2 separate regions of the Mus musculus genome follow, and region 1 is linked to region 2. Evidence: chromatin contacts called from public HiChIP or PLAC-seq data. All regions are on one chromosome and are shown on one strand. Each heading gives the region's core, a stretch centred on a gene start, on an enhancer-like site or on the middle of the called end of the contact. The rest is flanking DNA. Distances are from core to core; before and after follow the strand shown. Region 1 overlaps Srgap2 (SLIT-ROBO Rho GTPase activating protein 2). Region 2 overlaps Rassf5 (Ras association (RalGDS/AF-6) domain family member 5).

Region 1 (5,368 bases), core at 1,526-4,025, 200 kb after region 2:
TGCTCTCTCCCGTTTCTTCATGGAGGCACTCAGAGCTATGAGTTTCCCTCTTAGAAATGCTTTCATTGTGTCCCAAAGGTTTGGGTACGTTGTGGCTTCATTTCATTAAACTCTAAAAAGTCTTTAATTTCTTTCTTTATTCCTTCCTTGACCAAAGTATCATTGAGAAGAGTGTTGTTCATTTTCCACGTGAATGTTGGCTTTCCATTATTTATGTTGTTATTGAAGATCAGCCTTAGCCCATGTTGATCTGATAGGATGCATGGGACGATTTCAATATTTTTATATCTGTTGAGGCCTGTTTTGTGACCAATTATATGGTCAATTTTGGAGAAGGTACCATGAGGTGCTGAGAAGAAGGTATATCCTTTTGTTTTAGGATAAAATGTTCTGTAGATATCTGTTAAGTCCATTTGTTTCATCACTTCTGTTAGTTTCACTGTGTCCCTGTTTAGTTTCTGTTTCCATGATCAGTCCATTGATGAAAGTGGTATGTTGAAGTCTCCCACTATTATTGTGTGAGGTGCAATATGTGCTTTGAGCTTTAGTAAAGTTTCTTTAATGAATGTGGCTGCCCTTGCATTTGGAGCATAGATGTTCAGAATTTAGAGTTCCTCTTGAAGGATTTTACCTTTGATGAGTATGAAGTGTCCCTCCTTGTCTTTTTTGATAACTTTGGGTTGGAAGTCGATTTTATTCGATATTAGAATGGCTACTCCAGCTTGTTTCTTCAGACCATTTGCTTGGAAAATTGTTTTCCAGCCTTTCACTCTGAGGTAGTGTCTGTCTTTTTCCCTGAGATGGGTTTCCTGTAAGCAGCAGAATGTTGGGTCCTGTTTGTGTAGCCAGTCTGTTAGTCTATGTCTTTTTATTGGGGAATTGAGTCCATTGATATTAAGAGATATTAAGGAAAAGTAATTGTTGTTTCCTATTATTTTTGTTTTTAGAGTTGGCATTCTGTTTTTGTGGCTGTCTTCTTTTTGGTTTCTTGAGGGATTACTTTCTTACTTTTTCTAGGGCCTGGTTTCCATCCTTGCATTGTTTTTTTTCTGTTATTATCCTTTGATGGGCTGGATTCGTGGAAAGATAATGTGTGAATTTGGTTTTGTCATGGAATACTTTGGTTTCTCCATCTATGGTAATTGAGAGTTTGGCTGGGTATAGTAGCCTGGGCTGGCATTTGTGTTCTCTTAGTGTCTGTATAACATCTGTTCAGGATCTTATGGCTTTCATATTCTCTGGTGAAAAGTCTGGTGTAATTCTGATAGGCCTGCCTTTATATGTTACTTGACCTTTTTCCCTTACTGATTTTAATATTCTATCTTTATTTAGTGCATTTGTTGTTTTGATTATTATGTGTTGGGAGGAATTTCTTTTCTGGTCCAGTCTATTTGGAGTTCTGTAGGCTTCTTGTATTTTCATGGGCATCTCTTTCTTTAGGTTTGGGAAGTTTTCTTCTATAATTTTGTTGAAGATATTTGCTGGCCCTTTAAGTTGAAAATCTTCATTCTCATCTACTCCTATTACCCGTAGGTTTGGTTTTCTCATTGTGTCCTGGATTTCCTGGATGTTTTGAGTTAGGATCTTTTTGCATTTTGTATTTTCTTTGATTGTTGTGCCGATGTTCTCTATGGAATCTTCTGCACCTGAGATTCTCTCTTCCATCTCTTGTATTCTGTTGCTGATGCTTGCATCTATAGTTCCAGATTTCTTTCCTAGGTTTTTTTATCTCCAGCGTTGCCTCACTTTGGGTTTTTTTTATAGTGTCTACTTCCCTTTTTAGGTCTTGGATGGTTTTATTCAATTCCATCACCTGTTTGGTCGTGTTTTCTTGCAATACTTTAAGGGATTTTTGTGCTTCCTCTTTAAGGTCTTCTACCTGTTTAGCAGTGTTCTCCTGTATTTCTTTAAGTGAGTTATTAAAGTCCTTCTTGATGTCCTCTACCATCATCATGAGATATGCTTTTAAATCCGGGTCTAGTTTTTCGGGTGTGTTGGGGTGCCCAGGACTGGGTGGGGTGGGAGTGCTGAGTTCTGATGATGGTGAGTGGTCTTGGTTTCTGTTAGTAAGATTCTTACGTTTGCCTTTTGCCATCTGGTAATCTCTGGAGTTAGTTATTGTAGTTGTCTCTGGTTAGATCTTGTTCCTCAGGGGTTTATGTTAGCCTCTATCTGCAGACTTGGGAGACTAGCTCTCTCCTGAGTTTCAGTGTTCAGAGTACTCTCTGCAGGCAAGCTCTCCTCTTGCAGGGAAGGTGCCCAGATATTTGATGTTCGAACCTGCCTACTGGCAGAAGTTGTGATCCACTCACAGAGGTCTTAAGATCCCCTGGAGGGTCCTGTGTGTACCTTGCAGGTGTCCGCAAACTCTGTGCCCAAGGTACCCCGGTGCTGGCGGGGACTGGAAGGGACTTGTGCCCCTGATCAGGCCAGGTTTTCTGCTTCCCTAATTAATGCAGTCTTAGGTCCCACGTGATTGGATTGGAGCAGCAGCTGTGTTCTACTCACCATAGGTCTTAAGATCCCATGGGGGGGGGGTCTTGTGGGTAGCCTGCAGGTGTCCGCAGACTCCTCACCCAAGCTACCCCGGTGCTGGCAGGGACCGGAAGGGCAGATTTCCCATTCCTAGTTCCTCTGGTTCAGTCACCTGGGAGGACAGTAGCTTTCAACTGTTCGTCTACAACTTCCCATGGAATTTCCTCCCATGAAGAGGAAGGCTGAGTTCCACAGAAGCAACAGAGGAGCAAGAAGGCAAAGAGAGGAGAAAATGACTCACCATCTGCCTCAGAGTCACCAGGTCAGAGGTGAGCATGAGTATCACTATCAGCTGCCCACCCTTCCAGCCCCAGAAGCTCTCCTTGCCAGCTTTCCAGCCGTTCTCACCTCATTCTTAGGTTTAAATGGCAAAGGTTAAATGAGATGGTACCTGATCCTGTGCTAGGTTGCTTAGCCAGGACTTAAATAAACTAGTAGGAGTCCAGGAGTGGAAAGAGGAAGGGAGGGGAAGAGGAGGGAAAGTCTAACCAATAAAACAGCAATTAAGACAGGCAGCTGTTTCCTTTTGTGTTCTGATTAGTTGGGAGGCCCGATGAACTATTATCCCTGTTTATTTGAACAAGCTGCTGAAGCAATCAGATTTACCGTTCCCTCTGGCTGGGCTGGGAACACACGTTGTAGCTAGCTCTAGTTAGCTCAGTTAAAATATACAATTAAAGCTCCTAATGAGCAATTCTGACCCAGAAGAGAGGCAGGAACTGGCCAGTGTCTCTCCTTTCACAGATGATAAAAGGCCACCTGTTCTCCAACTCAGAAGCCTTAACAGTAGCCTTCAGGGAAAAGCAAGGCCCCAGGAAGTGCTTCCGTGCGGATCTCCACTGAGGGGTTAAAAGAGCTGGGAAGCTACTAGGGAGCCCCACCCAAAGACAAGGAGCACATTTATTCCTAGGGACAACAAAACTGATGAAGCCAAGTAGAAGACAATGAGGACTGCAGAGCTTTCCCTTCTCTATAAAGGAGCAAAGGGGTTTCTAAGCAGGGAAGAAAAGGAATTTACAGTGTAGTCTTTGTGCACCAACACATGGCTGATCTCTTTTCTTTAAGATTTCTTGGAAGAGAATGAGTCATCTAAACATTGCAGGAAACCAAACAGAAGTTGGGGGTGGCTAACTTTGGGTAAAGTTTTTCTTTTAAGTGTTTGTCAAAAAAAAAAAAAAAAAAAAAAGAAGAAGAAGAAGAAAAAAGAAAGGTAGCTAAATTTAGACTAGAAATGTGGCACAATTAACAATGGACTCGGAAGTGCAATAGTGTACTCATATCTGGAGCTTTCATTTTGAAACTTATCACAACCTTTTTGGCTAGAGTGGGAGCCCCACTCTGCCTGGGACAAAAGCAGGTCTCATCAGAAATAAGTTTGCAACAGCTCCTTCCAGCTGTGTGCTTAAAACACCAGCAAGAAGCCTTCCTTTTCTAACAGACAAGGGCTGGACAGAACTGGAACATACAGCCTCATCTCCACACTGTCCATCACCCCACCCAAGTGTAAGGTAGCAGAAGGTGTGGTCTGCTCAGCCTGCATGTAGGACTGTCACTTGCCCCTTTAAAAGGTTATTTTATTATTTTTAATTATGTGTAGGTGTGTGTGTCTGCATGTGGGTATGTGGAAGTGAGTGCAGATTTCCGGGGAGGCAAGAGGCACCAAATCCCCTGTGTTTGCTGTTAAAGTTACTAGCTGACAGATGACTGGGACCTAACTAAACTTGGGCCCTCTGCAAGAGCATCAGTGCTCTGAACTGTTGAGCCATCTGTGTACTACTTGCCCCAACTTTGTACTTTCTTAATACATTTCCTGAATGTCAATGGGTTTTTTTTTTTTTTTTTGGTTGTTGTTAGATAGAAACAAAACAAATGAACAGACAAATGAACAAAGAACCCACCAATATGAAAGGCTTCTAAAACTAGTCTGCACCAGGAGGAGCACTGATTCTTTACTTTCCTACTTATTCAGACCAGCATAGTTTACCTATCTACACTACAGAACTTCTATTAGGCACAAAAACCTCTCCTTATTTTTAGATGTGTGTATATTTATGAAAGCATGTTTTTGTCATGTGATAGAAGCTAATTTCAGGGTCCCAGGGCCGAAGCTGTTAGTAGGTAGAAACAGCAGGGTCATTTAATTCTGTGACAATGAGATTGGGTCAGCAGTTTTCCAAAAAGGAATCAAATTTTCAAGTGCACAGATCTCTACCAGTGCTAGCATCATCTCTTTACCCCCAAAGATGTATCAGAGGCCAACTGTTCAAAGAAAAAAATATCTAATTTAAAACTGAATGGACATTTCCAGATCTCAGAGGAAAGGGATATAAATGTTCTATTAAGCTCTGCAGCAGGAGACAAGCCACCAGATCCAGGGTGGAGGTTTCAGGGGCACTCTATTTCAAAGAGGCCGAGTTCCTGAGCTGGCACTTTGCCCAGAATGCTTTGAATGGTTAAGATAGGGTTTAAGGGAGTGGGCTATTAGGTATCAAGCCAATGTTAGGTGATGGTGGTAACTGAACCTGGCTGGCCTCTCCCATCCAACTTAATCCAAAAACCAAAAACAAAACAGAAAACTAAACAAACAGTGGTTCAGTAGGGGCTATTGTTACAGGGGTGCAGAGAATGGTGATCTAGCAGGTCAGAGCTGAGAAATGACTCTGAATTTCCCTTCAACCGTATTTCCTTACTTGTGTGTAGGAAGGACCTTGTTAGTCTCCATTCATCCACAGATGAAGAAACCAACAATGACTACCAAAGTTGTGCTCTACTGGAACTTAAACTCTGGGGAACTCAAGGTCATACAATACATATATATACTGCTAGGAGGATA
Region 2 (5,273 bases), core at 1,417-3,916:
ATAGAAGAGCAGCAGCAGCTGAGGATACACCTGTGCTTATAGAAGAGCAGCCGCAGCTGAGGATACACCTGTGCTTATAGAAGAGCAGCCGCAGCTGAGGATACACCTGTGCTTATAGAAGAGCAGCAGCAGCTGAGGATACACCTGTGCTTATAGAAGAGCAGCCGCAGCTGAGGATACACCTGTGCTTATAGAAGAGCAGCCGCAGCTGAGGATACACCTGTGCTTATAGAAGAGCAGCCGCAGCTGAGGATACACCTGTGCTTATAGAAGAGCAGCAGCAGCTGAGGATACACCTGTGCTTATAGAAGAGCAGCCGCAGCTGAGGATACACCTGTGTTTATAGAAGAGCAGCTGCAGCTGAGGTCTTCACTTTGGGGCTGGACGTGCTCCCCAGAGGCAGGTGGAGGACACCTCTCATGAGCTGTGTGACGTCAGGTTTCAAGCTCCACCCTGCTGCCCACCTTCTCATGAACCAGTATACCGAGCATACTCTGCACACCTCTCAGTTGGCTCTAGCTGGTCAGGCTGAAGCCTCCGCTGGGAGAAAGGACTGAGACTCCAAGCTCCTTGAGCACAAGGGAGGATTTCACGGTGGGCCTGGTCTAATCCCCACACTAGATAATAAGAACCTATGGTCCACAGAGAGAGAGAGAGTGGGGGAAGCAGTTCTGGAGCTGGCACAGCAGAGTGCAGACGACAGCTGCTCCAACTCTCCCAGCCCCAGGCCTGCGGCCCGCAGAGAGCACAGCCTTCAGTGCACCCTTCACTAACACGCCTTTGTAGACTCGAGACCACCCTGAGCTGTCCTGGTTGAAATGAATGTAGAGCCCTATCTGCCCTGGTCTTCCATGACTCCATTGACCAACCCCCCCCTCTCCCCCCAACTCCTCCAAACAACAAAAACAACCCCACTCTGAGCCTCTCCTCCATTCCATCACTCCCTAAAGACCGCATCCCAAGTATTCTGGGCTTGGAAGATTTCTGCCTGATTTGACAACATTTTTGCCAGGAGTCTAACATGGTTAGACCCCCTTTGGAGAAAGGAAGTCAGCATTTTAGGAGAGAAAGGTGGTTCAAAACTGTCTATGTCTAGTAGAGCCCAGAGTTTGAGCTTACTGGGCCTTAGGAAAAACTAGGTGGGGCCTGAACACAGTTTCTGTGTTTGACACCCACCCCCATGCCAGCCCTATTTCCACAAAGCAAATGAAATCCTTCCCACAGGCTTTGCCCTGTGCAGGTTGTAACTTGCTTCCCTGTGATGCGCGCCCCACTGATGATCCTGGGTTAAATGCTGAGCCTCTGGAAGTCCTGCTGCCCCACCTACACTTTGCAGTTAAGACAGCAGCACCCATCTGGCCAGAACTGGTTTTTGTAAAGGGCCCAGACATACCTCCACCTCTCCAGTTTCATTCTCCTTTAGCACAAAGCTGAGAACATCGGTGTCAGGCCCAGCGAGCAGACGAAGGTAGAGAGGATAGTCAGCAATGGAGAGTTTCTGGAAGAGCACTGCAAGCAGAATGAAGGGCTGGGTGCTCATCTCAAATGAGGACAGGGTGGGGTCGGGCTCAGAAATGCACAGGTTGGCCAGATGACTGGAAATAGTCATGGTGGTTCTAATGGGCGTGGACCTGACACGGCAGTGGTGGCTCTGAGCCTTCCATCCATTCCTGCCATTTGAGAGGCACTACCTTCATTCCCATATGGCAAAGTTTAGCCATATTTCCATTTACAACATCTTCCAGAGGAAGAGGAGCAGTGGGCGGACTCCTTCCCATTATAGAGATTAGGAGCCCAGAGCCCAGGGTGTGTCTTTCCTGTGTGTGCATGGAGCTGGGCACAGTAGGCATGAGCTGCCTGGTCCTGCCCAGAGCCTGTGCTTGGCCCTTCCATGAATCCTGCTGCCTGGAAGCCTACACTTCCCACCCAGGACTGATAGTGAGGTTTAGTGACTGTGGGCATTAGCAGACTAGGGAGAGGTCAGAAACTCATACCTTGTCCATCTTTGTGTATCCGCTTAAAAAGTGCAAACTTCTGTGGGTTGTCCACAACCATGAACTTCTTGAGCAGCCCCTGGATGACCTCACTAACCGTGGTGGTGCTGCTGATATGTAGCTGCTTGATGGCATCGAGTGGCAGGTAGAAGGAAGTCCGCTTGTCTGTGGTGGCTGCAGGGTTCACTTCCTTAATGGCATCATAGATGGACTGGGGCCGGATCCCAGCGGGCACCGTCACTGGCCGTCGGAGCTTCAAATGCACTTTGATGAAACCTGTGTAGGTGCCATCTTCACTCTGCAAGTGGGAGGCACTGCTGATTCTGTCTGCCCAGTTCACTCTGGGTTGTAAACTACAGAAGACCTGACAGGTTACTCCATCCAGCCTGCCTGAGTCCCTTCCCAAGTCTCCTGTCTAGAAGTGCAGGAGGAAGTTCACTCTCCTCATGGGCCAGGAAGTTTTTAACTAGGCCACTCCAACCCTTTACCAGATAGGTGCCAATGGCCTTTGTTGGGTCTCATTCTAAAGGCAGAGCCTGCAGCCTCCTCTCTACCTCTGAGGGCATCAAAGCCCTCAGAGACCCAGCCCAACTCCAGCCTGACTGATAGCTGCATTTTCTGAGGCTCTTGAGTGACTTGGAAGCCCCAGGGAGCCAGTTGCTGCCAGTCACCAGCAGGGGGCAGGGCTCGCCTGATGTCACCACTTAAAGACAACTGTACATGTCAAGATCTCTTAAGCACGGGCTTGGGCGTGGAGATCTCTATTTCATACTGAAGTAAGGAGAGGTTAAAGTTTGCCAAAGTAGCCAGAGAGTGAATGGAACAGAGGTTGTATCTGGAGTCTATTCTAGAGCCCATTCCATTTCTCTGGATCCCTGAGGTCACAGAAAGCTGGGCCTGGACAAAGGAGAGTGAGCTGTAAGGGAGTCGTAGTTCCTGTGGAGGCAGGGCTGAAAAGATGTTGGGTAGGGATGGACAGGCTCTGCTTACCAGCTTCATGCCCAGGCAGTGCTTCTCCCTGCTGTTATAGCTGTCAATCTTCTGCTTGATCTCCTGTATCGTGGGCGGGTGCTGTGTCTCCTCCACTGCCTTACAGACATTCTGGAACAGACAGGTGGCAATGTGTACAGTGGCTTTCAGGATACAGAGGGCAGTAAGCATACCTCCCAAATGCCCCTCTGGCTAAGAAAGAAGTGCCAGCATGAGCAGTAAGAGGCCAGCCACTCAAATCTCTCTCAGCCTCAAGCTTCCTCACCTATGACATGGAAATAATACCTAGCCCAGACTGGCTGAGAGACCAGTGTCTGTATGCCCCATACCTAGGCACTGGCCATCAACTCGGTGAGTGGGACGTGGCCTGTCCGTGTCCAAGAAGCGATAAGCTACAAAGGTGTGAGTGAGTACATGCTAAAAAACGATAGCCAGGGACCAAGGGCACATCCCGCCTGCCAGTCAGCTCATGTCACTGGCAATAAGCTTTGCTCATAACATGTGATGATTTGTCAAGTGAATGAACTGTTAGGGACAGTTCATTCAGGCACCTCCTCTATACACTAAGGATTCAGCTATCTCCACATCTCACAGACCCAAACTTCCTGATTCCTGATTCTCCAGGTGAGAACACTGGGACTCTGCATTTACCAGCTCAATACCCCCATCCCCATGTGCAGAACAAGCCAGAAATCCCACACCTGTCCTGCTGTGGTCTCCCCGCATCACATGATTCGATCTGACAGAGTTCCCTGCTTTATCTGTGACCCGCCAGGAAAATGGAAGAAGGAACTTAAGGTCAGTATCCCTTGCAGTATGGTACCGGTGGATTCTGAGATCTCCACAGGTCTTTTTCACAGGTCCGTTCTCTGGACTTCCCTCATGTTCAGGGTCATTTCCCAGTTTGTCTTAATGCTCCCCAAAGTGGCTTGGAGTGCAGGGAGCCGGTAGGTGAAAATTCTCCCAGAATTATTCTGATCTTAGAAACCCAGCAGACTTGGGCAGTCAGGAATCATCTCTAGTACATCAGACAGCAGATGCCCAGAGAAGGATGACTCGACAGCATCTGATACCTGCTTGGGGTTTGGTTTGAAGAATTTTACAACGGTTTCCACATCACACTGTCCCCACCACCAAGTGAAGCACAGTGGGGTGCTCACCAACAGAGCTCATGCCTGGCCTTTCCCTTCAGCATGCCCATTTGTAGGACTTCATCACACGCACAGCACATCAGCACTTCCTCCTCCCACTCGCCAATCCTATAGGGCACAGGAAACTGCCAAGAGCAGTGGGCATTGCTGGGTCTGTATGGCTCCACCTTCCCAGCCCTCCACAGAGACGAGCCGACATCCTCTTTCATTCGAGGCTCTTGCATGGTCTGCTCCTGTGCACTTTTCACCCACAGCTCCTGATGGTAACTACTGGGTTGGTGGTCCAGATACCTTCTCTGACACACTACCTATGGCATTCCTATTGTAAGATCATGAACATAGAAAATAAATATGCTGATAGCCCATTGCTAGTGAGTAGCCAAGTAGGAGCAAGAATGAAGTCCATATAAGCATGGAGTCAAGTTCTCAACTGAGCATGTGGCCACCCTAGGGCAGCCCCTTCTGCTATCGGGATCAGCACCCCACCACACCAGTAATGGTCACTGAACTTTAACACTGCAGGCCTGGGATGAACAGATGATAAAACAAGACCTGGCCTGTGGAACATTCATCTAAGCTGGCCTATCAGTGGGTCCAGCTCTAGGCATCCCAGTGGGTTTTGCATCATCTATGAAGCTGGCAAAGAGGGACTCCTAACATCTGGAGTGAGGGCAGCTGGCAGGATGTAGGGGCCTGCCAGTATGTCCTCTTACTTGATCTTGAAGAATGCCCAAGAGAAAATAGTTGCTGGGACATCTCCTGTTTGCTTAAAGTGCATAACTCACGTGAGCCTCACAGGCTGTCTTCACCTGACTCATTCATCTGGAGGCTTCCAAACGGATTCCTCTCATTTGTCTTCACTTCTGGGACTCTCCATTTCCAGTCTCCACATGCTGGATACCTCTCTATGGACCAGATGTGCCTGGCTATGGCCCTGCCTTGCTCTCTGGTCATTTCAAGTCAGAATGGGTAGCTGGGTGGCTGCTGTTTTAGCCTTCATTCTACTCATCTCAGGCAGGCTGACTGTCATTCCTGGGACATTCTCATATTCATCTACAAAAAAAGAATTAAGTGATGGAAAACTCTAGAAGTCCCTGGAAGACCTCTGTTTTCCGTTCCAGCCATTTCCTTGTTGAAA

Evidence for each region. HiChIP or PLAC-seq counts read pairs in DNA pulled down with a chosen protein or histone mark.
Region 1: a contact with region 2 is called in an H3K27ac HiChIP or PLAC-seq map of microglia, with 3 times the contacts expected there. The contact joins two enhancer-like sites. A contact is called at or near these places in 1 of 115 datasets of contacts at active chromatin or transcription factors (microglia) and 2 of 9 other capture datasets (adipose tissue and pancreatic islet).

Annotation. Positions count from the first base shown.
Region 1 is chr1:131,375,471-131,380,838 of GRCm38.p6, forward strand. The region is part of intron 4 of Srgap2 (SLIT-ROBO Rho GTPase activating protein 2); the gene reads right to left. The region is part of intron 3 of Gm51644 (a long non-coding RNA gene); the gene reads left to right. Among named protein-coding and RNA genes, the nearest start is that of Ikbke, 99 kb to the left of the region's middle. Within about 2 kb of position 2,776, at least 120 of the 459 cell types and tissues checked have an H3K27ac peak or open chromatin away from gene starts, as enhancers often do. A contact at or near this core is called in microglia, where this site is marked.
Region 2 is chr1:131,179,160-131,184,432 of GRCm38.p6, forward strand. It overlaps Rassf5 (Ras association (RalGDS/AF-6) domain family member 5), which reads right to left. Exons shown (of 6, transcript NM_018750.4): 3 at 2,985-3,095; 4 at 1,995-2,292; 5 at 1,394-1,509. It also overlaps a transcript of Eif2d not described here. Among named protein-coding and RNA genes, the nearest start is that of Eif2d, 29 kb to the left of the region's middle. Within about 2 kb of position 2,667, at least 33 of the 459 cell types and tissues checked have an H3K27ac peak or open chromatin away from gene starts, as enhancers often do. A contact at or near this core is called in microglia, where this site is marked.